2 separate regions of the Mus musculus genome follow, and region 1 is linked to region 2. The links are chromatin contacts, called in public HiChIP or PLAC-seq maps. All regions are on one chromosome and are shown on one strand. Each heading gives the region's core, a stretch centred on a gene start, on an enhancer-like site or on the middle of the called end of the contact. The rest is flanking DNA. Distances are from core to core; before and after follow the strand shown. Region 1 holds the start of Reep6 (receptor accessory protein 6). Region 2 holds the start of Dapk3 (death-associated protein kinase 3).

The links. HiChIP or PLAC-seq counts read pairs in DNA pulled down with a chosen protein or histone mark.
Region 1: a FOXA1 HiChIP or PLAC-seq map of pancreatic cancer cells shows a contact between it and region 2. The contact joins the promoter of Reep6 here to the promoter of Dapk3 in region 2. A contact is called at or near these places in 1 of 39 promoter capture datasets (neural stem cells), 1 of 484 Hi-C or Micro-C datasets (B cells), 5 of 115 datasets of contacts at active chromatin or transcription factors (cardiomyocytes, hepatocytes, microglia and 2 more) and 3 of 9 other capture datasets (adipose tissue, liver and pancreatic islet).

Annotation. Positions count from the first base shown.
Region 1 is chr10:80,326,568-80,332,728 of GRCm38.p6, forward strand. It overlaps Reep6 (receptor accessory protein 6), which reads left to right and starts at 3,578. Exons shown (of 5, transcript NM_001204931.1): 1 at 3,578-3,778. The coding sequence starts at 3,664. It overlaps Pcsk4 (proprotein convertase subtilisin/kexin type 4), which reads right to left and starts at 2,906. Exons shown (of 15, transcript NM_008793.2): 1 at 2,704-2,906; 2 at 2,379-2,483. The coding sequence starts at 2,883. Gm51809 (a long non-coding RNA gene) reads right to left here. Exons shown (of 3, transcript XR_003949017.1): 1 at 6,100-6,161; 2 at 4,376-4,574; 3 at 3,892-3,925.
Region 2 is chr10:81,179,458-81,185,516 of GRCm38.p6, forward strand. Dapk3 (death-associated protein kinase 3) reads left to right here and starts at 3,550. Exons shown (of 9, transcript NM_001190474.1): 1 at 3,550-3,639; 2 at 4,519-4,618. The coding sequence starts at 3,627. It overlaps Eef2 (eukaryotic translation elongation factor 2), which reads left to right. Exons shown (of 14, transcript NM_007907.2): 7 at 87-339; 8 at 425-620; 9 at 696-954; 10 at 1,108-1,215; 11 at 1,347-1,700; 12 at 1,771-1,953; 13 at 2,036-2,168; 14 at 2,432-3,052. The coding sequence ends at 2,625.

The DNA of each region.
Region 1 (6,161 bases), core at 2,328-4,827, 850 kb before region 2:
TTAAAGGCGTGTGCCACCACGGCTTAAAGCTGTGTTTTCAGACACAGCCTGATGATTCATGATTGGAGCTGCTGGGAGCGAATGCAGCTCTCCTGCCCCACGCATTTCTCCTCCCGGTTCCTAGGTCCTTCTCACCAAGTCCTGCTGGCACCAAGTCCTGCTGGCTCCCTCCTGCAGTGTGATTATTATTATTTTTTTTCTTTTCTTTTGAGACAAGGTCTCACTGTGTAGTTCTTGCTGGCCTGGGGCTCACTATGGAGATGAAGCTGGCCTTGAACTCAGAGATTCACCTGCCTCTTCCCCTGGAGTGCTGGGGTCCAAAGTGGTACAGCACTTCAAAAAAGCCACCGCTTCTGAAACTCTAGGTCAGGACACCCCTGGCTCATGTCACACTACTTCCACGACCTCCTGTAGCTACTCTGTCTCTCTGTCTGTCCCCCTCCTGTGTCCTTAATACATGCACCATGGCATATATGTGGAGGTCAACTCATGGGCCTACAGAGATGCTTCAGGGCTTAAGAGCACTGACTGCTCTCACAGCGGACCCAGGTTCAGTTCCCTGTATCCACATGGTGGCTTGCTGCAGGCACCTGGAACAAGTTCCAACTAGATCCCATGCCCACTTCTGGGCTCCCTGGGCACCTGCATATATGTGGTACAGACAAGCAGGCAGAGCGCTGATCCACATTAGTAAAAACAAATATAAGGAAGAAAATTCTAAATCTTTTAAAAAGTAACAGTGGAACCCGGCATGGTGGCGCACGCCTTTAATCCCAGCACTCGGGAGGCAGAGGCAGGCAGATTTCTGAGTTCGAGGCCAGACTGGTCTACAGAGTGAGTTCCAGGACAGCCAGGGCTATACAGAGAAACCCTGTTTCAAAGGAGGTGGCAGTGACTTCTTTAATCCCAGCACTCAGGAGGCAGAGGCAGGCTGCTCTGAGTTCCCAGGACAGCCAGGGCTACACAGCAAAACCTTAGCTCGAAAATTAAACAACAACAAAGTAACTGTGGGAGTCAGTGTTCTCCTTCTACTTGGATCTGGGGATTGAGCTCAGCTAGGTTGGGCAGCTAGCACCTTTGCCCTCTGAGCCATCTCATTGTCTATTTCTCTGTTTTCAGAGATGAGGTCTCATGTAGTCCAGGCTAGCCTCAAACTCTATGTAACTGAGGATAACTTTGAATTCCTGATCCTCCTGCCTCCACTTCTCCATGTGCATGACTGGAGTGTGCTACCATGCCTGGGTGGTGCTGGGATGGAACACAGAACTTCCGTCCCACCATCCACTCTACCCACTGAACCTTTTAGCTCCTATCCCCTCCGTTTTCGTCCAACATCACCACACCTACTGCCCAGCTGGCCTACAGCAGTCAGCCTGCTCCTCTCAAAGCTACAACTAGGAAGGCAGGAAAAAGTCTTGTCTTCTACCCCAGGGCCTTTCCATGTGCTGTTTATCAGCCCAAAGCATCTCCTGTGCCCTTCTCCTTACACCCCATCTTAGTCTCTCTCAGGAGCCATGTTCTTCTGGGTGACCATCTCTGTCCATCTATCCACTTCTATTTATCTTCATTCTCTTCCTTCAGAGGCTTGGCTTCTAAAGACACTGAGTCCCTGTGGTGGTTTGAATGAGAATGGCCCCTACCTTTTATACTTGGCTGGGTTCCCAGTAGGTGAACCTGTTTAAGAAGGTCTATCGCTATCACTGGGAGGTGGGTGGTGGGCTTGGAGGTTTCAGAAGCCCATGTCCTTTCCAGCTAGCTCTCCCTTCCCCTTGTGAACTATCAGCACCACCTTGACCCCTCCTGCTATGCTCCCTGACATACTGGCCATGGCCTCACCCTCTGAGTCCAATAAGCTCCAATAAAGTCTTCCTTCTGGAAGTTGCTTTGGTCATGGTATTTGTCATAGCAATAGCTAAGATAGGTCCCAGTGCAGGTGATCCCCTCTCTAACGTATCCTGTAACCCTCTATGGCTCATACCACACCTCCATGCCTGTTTTTTGACTGCCATCTAAGAGTTGTTCCCAGTGGCAGACTGGCCTAATGTGGACAGGACACCTACAGAAGCACCAAAAACTTGGGCTCTGCCCCTGGTTCTGCACACTCACCGACTCCAGCTCCCCTGTGTGCTGAAATGGACCGGTTCCCTTCCCTACATCCTGTGGCTTGCAGGGGGGGAAAGGACCAGTGCATGAGACCTTCCATTCAGGACAACAGGGCAAGGGTTTATCTGAGTCCCCCTGGATATTAAGTTGTGTTACATATGCGCCTAGCTCACACATGGCTTCCCCAACTAGGCCCCACTTCACACAGGCCACTCATAGCAGGAACGGTGACAGAAGGCTACTGGTTGGGACACAGCATCCACGAGCACTCTCACCTTGGGATCTTTCTTCAGTCGTAGACGATGGCCCCAGTGTGGAGTCAGGGACTGCTGGGCCACACCCCGGTGCCGCAGATGGAAATACTGGTCGTCAGGGAAGATCTGGGAATGCGACGGACAACAGGGGCATAGCTGGGACCCTGCTCCTTTGATAGGATCTCCACGACTTTATACACCTCAGCCAGGGGTCCATATGACAGCCACAGAATCCCAAATTGAACATGGAGGGGCACACAGATACATATTTGGGGAGGTCTTGGGGACACCCTCCCATTTGTCCAGATCTGAGGTTGTCCAGACCCACACCCCACGTCCCACCCACCTGTCCCAGGTTGACGAAGCCAAATTTACGGGCCAGGCGCTCAGCTTCCTGGTAACCTTTGGTCACCCGCACTGCCCAGCTGCTGACATAGATGGGGGCCTGGGCTGAGGCCCACCTCACAGCCAGGAGGGCCAAAGTCAAAGTCAGACCCAGCCACAGCTCTGTCTGGGAGGGCCGCATAGCGGGGGGCGGGGCGGGGGCGGGGCTTCAGGAAGCACTCCCAGCCTGGACACCATAGCAACGCGAAGCTGTCAACTCCCAAGGGGCCTTGCGCTTCCTTCCTCCCCCACCCCCTCCCCACCTGGGAGGGGTGGGAATATTCCACTAGGAGTGACACATTCATAGGGACCTAAGCCTTCGGGAACCTCACTTTCTCCACCTATACAAGGACAACCCCTCCATCTGCCCTTAGGAGCAGGTTCAAGGTAACAGGTGCCTTCAACCTTTATTTGGCCCCGCCCACTTTTCTCCACGCCCCCTCCTTCGTGATCAGCTTCGTTTTTCCAGTGTAGTCCCGCCTCCTTTCTGGTCTGTCCAATCAGCGCTGATCTTTACCAGGCTCCGCCCATCTGTTCCTCAACTAGCTCCACCCACGTCAATCGCTCTCCGTCAATAATCTACCGCTTGTCCAATCACTATCGTGCCACACCCTCTTGACCAATCAACACGCCATCACCCTGGGGCCCCGCCCCCTCGGGACTCCTCGCTGCCGCCCCGGCCCTCACCCTGGCCAGAGGGCCATGCGGCCGGGGAGACGGGGCAGGCCCCACCTCCTTTGTCCGCCCTGCCCTCCCATTGGCCAGAGCCGGGGGGCGGGGGCGGAGCCAGGGTCCGGGGCCGAAAGCACTGGGCCGGGGGCGGGGCCGGGCGGTGGGCGGGTGGTGAAAGTGCGCTCTCGGCGGCGCCGGTGCGCGAGGTTGCGGGCGTGCTTCAGTGGCCTGCCCCGCGCCCGCCGCTGCCATGGACGGTCTGCGCCAGCGCTTCGAACGTTTTCTGGAACAGAAGAACGTGGCCACCGAAGCGCTCGGGGCGCTCGAAGCAAGGACCGGTGTAGAGAAGCGGTATCTCGCCGCGGGTGAGCCTGGAGAGGGGTGCATGTCACTTGGTTCCCAACGGGCACCATGAGGTCCTGGGTCCCATCACTGGAAAGGACTCATGTCATGGGTTCTAGACGAGCTCCAGGAGGCCCTGGGAATGCAGGCTTGGCTCCCGGGTCCTATCCCTGTATAAGTTGCAGGACCCAAGTTCTGACTGGGCATCTTGAAGTTTGGGTGCCCTCACCCTGGAAGGAGTTTACATCTTAGGTTTTCTACGGGGTTTGGGAGGTCCTGAGAGTTCATTCCTAGCTGCAGCATCCCATCTCTAAGATGGACCCTTATACCAGGCATCGTGAGGTTCTGGGAACTCTGACCTGGAAGGTGTGCACATCCTAGGTTCCTGAGGGCCTCTACAAGGCCATAAGGACTCAGACCTAGAAGGAGTGCATATCTTGGGTCCCTGATGGGCCTGGGAAAAGACCTCATGAGGTACTAGGCACCCAGACCAGACTGGGAAGAAATGCACAGCTGGGTCCCCAACAGGCAACCAAAATGTCCTAGGTGCCTATCTATGGAAGGGAAATACATTCTGGTTCCCCCAGGGACCCTGTTATTATTTGGGCATTCTGACCTACCTGTAGGGTCTCATCCTGGAATCCCAAGAAGGGGGATTTTCATTTGCCTGCTTCTCTTCCAAGGTCTTTGGAAAAGGGCACCCTAGGGTCCTACTGCAACTCTCCATGTGACCTGCCTCCTCTTGGGGCCCTGGCTGCATGCCAGGCCCCAAGTCTGGTTTCTCTGCAAGTCTGGTTTTTCCAGTGGCCCAGCTGGCCCCTAAGTGGATGGAAAAACAAGGGACAACAACCCCAGCCCTATCAGCCCATTGTGTGTACTCCTTCTCGAATATTCTCATGGAGAAAGTCCCCGTGGATCTCTGAGCCCTCTGAGGCCCAGGCTGGGAGGAGACTGACCCAGCACCCGGACACTAGGCTCTCTCTCTTCCTCCGTGCTTCAGCACAATAGCTTTGAGTCAATATTTGTTGATCTAAGGTAGTGGCTGGGATTTGGGGAGGGACTTGCAGGAAGGGACTATCCATCCAAGCACCTCAGCTGTTTTTAGGTCCATTCTTGTTCTAGACCCCTTCTGCAGTGTGGAAAGGGCCTTGGTGCATCATCTTTCTGAAATGATTTTAGGGACCTTCTTTTGGGGTCTTCAGAAACTTGCAGTGGTGTTCTGAAGTCCCCCTCCCTTCCTGAATCACAAGACCACGGCAACTCTGAGTGAAGGACATAAAGCCCTTTGCCACAGATCCCCAAAGTTCCACGTACTGTCACTTCCTCACCAGCTGGAGGGCAGGTGGGCTCCACCCGACCCCCCGTGTTTGTGTGGGGGTTCTGATATCTGTCCAGACTGCACCTGTGACTCAGCACCGTAAGACAGCCCATTTTCCCGCTGTGTGGCCCAGGTATAGGCCACAGCCTCTGTCCTGTCTTTCCACATCACTAGGCAAATTGCATCATAGTACCTTGGGGGGGGGGGCAGCCAGGAGGGGAACTAAGGCCTAGGTGGCAGGGGCTGTGTTGTGAAACCTGTCACCTGTCCTGTCCATTTGTCTCTGTGCCTTTGCTCCCTCCCTGCCCTAAGGCCTTTGTCCAAGGTTATCCTCTTCCTGCTGAGGTTGTAGTTAAAGAGATTGAGGGGACCAGTACACTGGAAGAGCCCTCTCCACCCCATGAGTGCCAGAGACAGGGTGACATCTCCCACCTGCTTCAGGACCCTTATCTCAACTGCCCCAAATGGCCACGCTATGCCCTCAGACACTAAATGAGGCTGGCAACTTTATTGGGGGCAGTGGTACAAAGGTCACTGGGGCCAGCTGCTGCCCCCTCCTTCTTCATCCTTAGGTCGAAGAGGATAAGACCCAGAGCAGATGGAAGGAGGGGCCGGGACTCTGACCTTAGGCTCCGACGCCTGTGTCCCTGCAGATAACAGTCTGTGGGGGAGGAAGGAGGAGCCATCCTAGTCCCAGCTGCCCCAAGGGCAAAGGTCCCCTCAAGTGGATAAGCCTTCCCACCTCCCCTCTTTGCCTAGCCTCTGACCTTCATTGGAGCACAATAAGGCCCCAGATCCCACAAGCCCTGTGCTCTTCCTTGGCACCGTCTAGTGACAGATTCACAATGGTGGCTCCCAGCTTTTCATTGCCAAGTGTCTTAGTGGCCAGAAGGCTGCTCTGTGGAGTGCGGTAATGAAGGCACTAAGTAAAGCCACAACCCACCACAAGTGCCCCAGGGAGCAGAAGTCAACCCCAGCCGCCTGTACATGGGCAGCAGTGAAACTGAAGAGCAAGGAATAGCTCACCTTGTTTGCTTGGGAGGTACGCTGGAGAGAGAGACACAGAGATGGAAAGAGAGATCTTCCAC
Region 2 (6,059 bases), core at 2,300-4,799:
AAGCTGTGGTCCTGGCCTGTGTTCCCAGCCTTGGGAAGTCGCTCCCATGACCTGGCCTTGCTCATCTGCTTCCCTTGTGCAAACAGGTGTTCGACGCCATCATGAACTTCAGGAAGGAGGAGACAGCCAAGCTGATCGAGAAGCTGGACATCAAGCTGGACAGCGAGGACAAAGACAAGGAGGGCAAGCCATTGCTCAAGGCTGTGATGCGCCGCTGGCTGCCTGCAGGGGACGCCCTCCTGCAGATGATCACCATCCACTTACCATCCCCCGTCACTGCACAGAAGTACCGTTGTGAGCTGCTATACGAGGGGCCTCCCGACGATGAGGCCGCCATGGGTATGTACTGTAGGGGCTCCTGGGCTTAGCTCTTGGGTCCTCCAGCCTTGGCAACCAGGTGACTCGATTTCCCAACTTTCCATAGGTATTAAGAGCTGCGACCCCAAAGGCCCACTTATGATGTACATTTCCAAGATGGTGCCAACCTCTGACAAAGGCCGCTTCTATGCCTTTGGTAGAGTGTTCTCTGGGGTGGTGTCCACGGGCCTGAAGGTCCGGATCATGGGCCCCAACTACACGCCTGGGAAGAAAGAGGACCTATACCTGAAGCCTATCCAGAGGTGGGCACTGGCCTTATTTTCCTGAGTCCTGGCTGCTTCCCAGGAGCACCCTGTTGACAGTTGCCCTCCCTCTAGAACCATTCTGATGATGGGCCGCTACGTGGAGCCGATTGAGGACGTGCCATGTGGAAACATTGTGGGGCTGGTCGGAGTGGACCAGTTCCTTGTGAAGACGGGGACCATCACTACCTTTGAGCACGCTCACAACATGCGCGTGATGAAGTTCAGCGTCAGCCCTGTCGTCCGTGTGGCAGTGGAGGCCAAGAACCCAGCTGACCTGCCCAAGCTGGTGGAGGGGCTGAAGCGGCTGGCTAAGTCTGACCCTATGGTGCAGGTGTGCCACTAGGTCTTGGCTTATTGTGGTTGGAGAGGGGGAACACCTGGCAAAAGCAGGGGAGGGCTGAGGCTAGGCCTGTATTGGCTGTTGTCATAGGGCTGAGCCCTATGCCTGGGGAGGACGGCAGGGTGCTGACCATTGTTCCCACAGTGCATCATTGAGGAGTCTGGAGAACATATTATTGCTGGCGCCGGTGAGCTGCACCTGGAGATCTGCCTTAAGGACCTGGAGGAGGACCATGCCTGCATCCCCATCAAGGTGGGCACCAGAATGGGCGTCTCATCCTTCTGCCTATGTGCCTGAGGTGCTGCACCATGTGCTGAGGGTTCTATGCAGGCCCCCTGGAAGCCCTGTAGTGTTGACAGTTGTGGTCTGTTTCCCTTTCACAGAAATCTGACCCTGTTGTGTCATATCGGGAGACAGTCAGTGAGGAATCCAACGTGCTGTGTCTGTCCAAGTCCCCCAATAAGCACAACCGGCTGTACATGAAGGCCAGGCCCTTCCCTGATGGCCTGGCAGAGGACATCGATAAGGGTGAGGTGTCTGCCCGCCAGGAGCTCAAGGCACGTGCCCGCTACCTGGCCGAAAAGTATGAGTGGGACGTTGCTGAAGCCCGCAAGATCTGGTGCTTTGGCCCTGATGGCACTGGCCCCAACATTCTCACCGACATCACCAAGGGTGTGCAGTACCTGAATGAGATCAAGGACAGTGTGGTGGCTGGCTTCCAGTGGGCTACTAAGGAGGTAAGTGACTCAGCATTGGTGACCCTGTGTTCTGAGGGGCTGCTGGTGTCTAACTTCCAGCTCTTCACAGGGCGCTCTCTGTGAGGAAAACATGCGTGGTGTGCGGTTTGATGTTCATGATGTGACCCTGCATGCTGATGCCATTCACCGGGGAGGTGGCCAGATCATCCCCACAGCACGCCGCTGCCTGTATGCCAGTGTGCTGACCGCACAGCCCCGCCTCATGGAGCCTATCTATCTGGTGGAGATCCAGGTAACTTGTGTATCTTAGGTGGTGTCTGTCTATCCTCCTGCCTCTGCCCACTGCTCACCATGTTCTCTCTTTTTCCTCGAAGTGTCCTGAGCAAGTGGTGGGTGGCATCTACGGTGTCCTGAACAGGAAGCGTGGCCATGTGTTTGAGGAGTCCCAGGTGGCTGGTACCCCCATGTTTGTGGTCAAGGCATACCTGCCTGTCAATGAGTCCTTTGGTGAGTGTCTGGTCCCTGGGGTTTGCAGATAACCTGCAAGGCCTGTGTAATATAGCTGCGGGGTGCAGAACAGAAGCAGATTTCTGTCATCACGGCCAGCTTGCTTAAGGGTGCCAGGAAAGACAGAGCTACAAACTACACAGAGAAACCAAAACAAAGGACCCAGGAATCCCTCCTGGGAGGGGTGGCAAGACAGCTAAGCATGTCCCCCCCCCACCCCACCCCCCCAGGGAAGTCACCTGAGTCTCCTGTCTTCTGTCTAGGCTTCACCGCTGATCTGCGATCCAACACCGGCGGCCAGGCCTTCCCCCAGTGCGTGTTTGACCACTGGCAGATCCTGCCTGGGGATCCTTTTGACAACAGCAGCCGCCCCAGCCAAGTGGTAGCTGAGACGCGCAAGCGCAAGGGCCTGAAAGAGGGCATCCCAGCGCTGGACAACTTCCTGGACAAACTGTAGGCAGCCTGATACTGCCACATGCTGCACAGTGCCCACCCATCAGAAGACACCTTGAGACTGTCCCACAGTGCTCCTCTAGAGGCTGCTGGGGCCACCCTGACATCACTCAGCACTCACTTGCTACCAATTCTATTTATTTCGGAATTACAAGATAGCGGGAATCTCTCTGCAGGCTGGACTGGCAGGCTGTGGGGTGGGCGGGACACGGCTCTTAACATTTTCAGAGGGAAACGCGCAGATGTCCAAAAGTCTAAATAAATGCATTCAGAGGTTTTTGGGGTCCATGGCCAAGTGGAGTTCCCCCAGAGGGGGAGGTGGGGTAAGTGCCTCCAGGAAGGCAGGCAGCCTGCCTTAGACTTGCAGCCCGGCTGTGGGAATGAATCATTGGAGTAATAAACTACAGTGGTTGATCCACATGTGCTCGCAACTCTGTTTTGTACAGCGCACGCTTTCCTGGTTTTCAGGGTATCTGGCTACCCTTAGGTGGCCTGCGGTGATTCACACATAACACACACACTGCACCCCGTGCGACAGAATGGGTTTTATTGTGAGTTCACAGTACTGCCTCAGTCCATTCCACAAACTTGAATCACTCCATAGACCTGCACATCAGGGGTTTGGTCTGCGCATACCCGGCTCCAGGTTATTGGCTTTCAGCCTCTCGCGTTAGCCAATCATCAGCCAGGAGCCCAATAATGATGTGCTCCACAAGGGCGGTGTCGAGCCTTCCTGTGAATCTGTCAGGCTGGCCAATGAGCACTGGACTCTCGCCTAGCCTTGGGTGATGACGTCACTAGTCAACGTCCGCTTCCGCTGAGAGGTCAGATGCTAACCAATGAGCGTGTGCATTCAATTTCCGGTTAAAGTCGTAGTCCAATGAGCGCTGGTTTTCGGGTTTTGCGGAGGTGTGCCCCTGCGCTGTCAGCGCATGCGTAGATGCCGTCTCAGGATTTGTACCGGAGGTTCTCGCGGGGGCCTCGCTGGCACCGGGCGGGGACTCGATGGCTGAGGACGGTACGAATGGGCCGGGTCCGGGACGTTGTGTTGGGACCCAAGGGACACGCGACGAGGGCGGGAGCGAGGGGAGGGAACCCGCGAGGGGCATGGCTTTCTCCAATCTCGAGGGGTGGACCTCTAGGAATAGCAACACTGCTGCGCATGTGTCAGGTTTCCGGCGACACCCCTGAGTTCCGGGGTGCTGGTGGGCATGATTGACAGGTGAGGAAGCTAGGTAGGAATTTCAAGAGCCGGACGCTATGGAAGTGTTTCGAGTAGAGAACCCCACGCTGACTTGGAACTCTGTTTAATCCTCCAGCCTCAGCCTCTTGAGTGCTAGGGTAAAGGGCACCTGACACTGTATTGTGTTTTATAGTTTTGTACATATATATATATATATATATATATATATATATATATATACTGCTTGAGAGATGTTGTTCCGCTTCTTTTAGTTATATCTATGCTTGTTTCTGAGAGGGGTGTCACAGTGCCCGCAGGTACCTGAGGTTCCTGAAGAGAGCGTTAGAGGTCATCAGGCCTGGGAGTTAGAGATACTAGTGAGCACTGGAAACTGAACTTGGAGACTGTGCAAGTACAGCACCCACTCTTACCGTCTCAGCCATCTCTCCAGTCACTTGAGCTGGTCTCATGGAACTCAGGCTGGCTTGTAACTCACCAAGTATTTGAGTATGCTCTTGAACTCGTAGCCGTGCAGCCCTCCGCTCCCCAGTGTGGGGTGTCAGGTTTGCTCTACCATGACCAAATTGTGGGTAGAGGCTGTAGATGACCAAAGAAAATCTGGGGCAGGGGCATTGTGTGTCACATATGCTGGGGAAGCCTCTTGGGAGAAGTCGGATCCGTGATAAACATTTCCTGTTTCCTCTGTCCCTCCAGCTCCTGTGTCCCCAGAATCCTTCAGAAGGCCAGCCGCCATGTCCACATTCAGGCAAGAGGATGTTGAGGACCATTATGAGATGGGAGAGGAGCTTGGCAGGTGAGTGGCGTGGGAGGTGGGTGCCCTTCCTCTCCTCAGTGTCTTGAAGCAGTGGCCACAGAGTTTTCTGGTGGTACCACGCCAGACTTCAGGTTCCCAGATGACAGGGAACCTGAGTTCCTTTTCTCTCGTGTCCTCTGTGGAGAGAGACACAGAGACCTGTAGCTGCTGCCCCTGAGCCGGGGACAGTGCCTCGGAGCATTGTCTGCTATGGGATTGTTCTCAGCTCGGTTTCTTCTTTTCCCCCATGAGACAGAGTCTTACTATGTACTCCTGGCTGGTCTGGAACTTGCTCATCACAGAGATCCTCCTGCCTCTGCTTCCCAAGTGCTGGAGCTAAAGGATTGCACCACCACCCTGGCCTTGGCTGATTTTGATTTTGGTTTTTTAAAGGCAGGCTCTCATGTCCCCCAGATTGGCCTTGAACTTCTTTTATGTAATTACTATATTTTGTGTGCATATGTGTCTTAGTCACAGCACAGCTTCCTGGAGTCTGTGCTCTCCTCTCCCATGCGAGCCAGTTCCAGGGACTGAGCTCAGGGAGTCCTTGGCAGCCCTGGGTGATGTCCCACCACACTGCACAGGCTGTTTTACGACTTGCTGGGTCTGCCTTTCTTGAGTTCTGTACATGGATGCTTTTATACTGGTGTCTCCCCAGTGCCGGGATGGTTCAGGACACCGTTTTCTGTTTGGTGTTTCTTGAGAAAGCCAGATTCTCTTTCTAGGCTAGCTCTCATGCCTGTCCGTGCTTTGGAGCCCCCTCCCTCTTCCCCCTCCCACCTCCTCATGCCAGGCCCTTCCTCTTTCTAAGGGGCTTCAGACCTTATTTGGTGAGTTCTGGGCCAGCCTTCTGGGGGCATCAAGGCCCGCCCTATGATGTCATCCCCATGGAATGTAAATAACCTTCCCAGTACTAGGCAGGCTGAGGAGGAGTTTTCCTGCCTAGGGACCCTGAACCACTTCCTTCTGGAGTTCCCCACCCCAGCCCCCACCCCTGAGAACCTCCCGGCTGCCATCCCAGTAGGGCTTCAGCGATGTTCCTGTCATGTGCTGGTCACATCTATGAGCCTACTGCTAGGGAAGTAGGGACATCTCGTGCCAGGGATGTGAGACTCAGACTGAAACATAAGATGGGACACTGGAGAGGCGGCTCAGTGATTACAGCACCAGCTGCTCTTGCAGAAGTCCTAGGTTCGATTCCCAGCAACCACATGGAGGCTCACAACCACCTGTGACTCCAGCTCCAGGAGTCTGACACTCCCACTGGTCTCTGTGAGCAAAACTTGTAAAAACACAGAAAGAAACACAGAGGCCTTCTCACATACCACACACCAACTCACCCTGACAGGTAAGTATGGACAATTTAGCCCTTACGTAGTCAACACTCTGAGGGTGGGTCCAGGATCCTGAGCTCCTCACAGGCATTGATGCTCATCTAGCA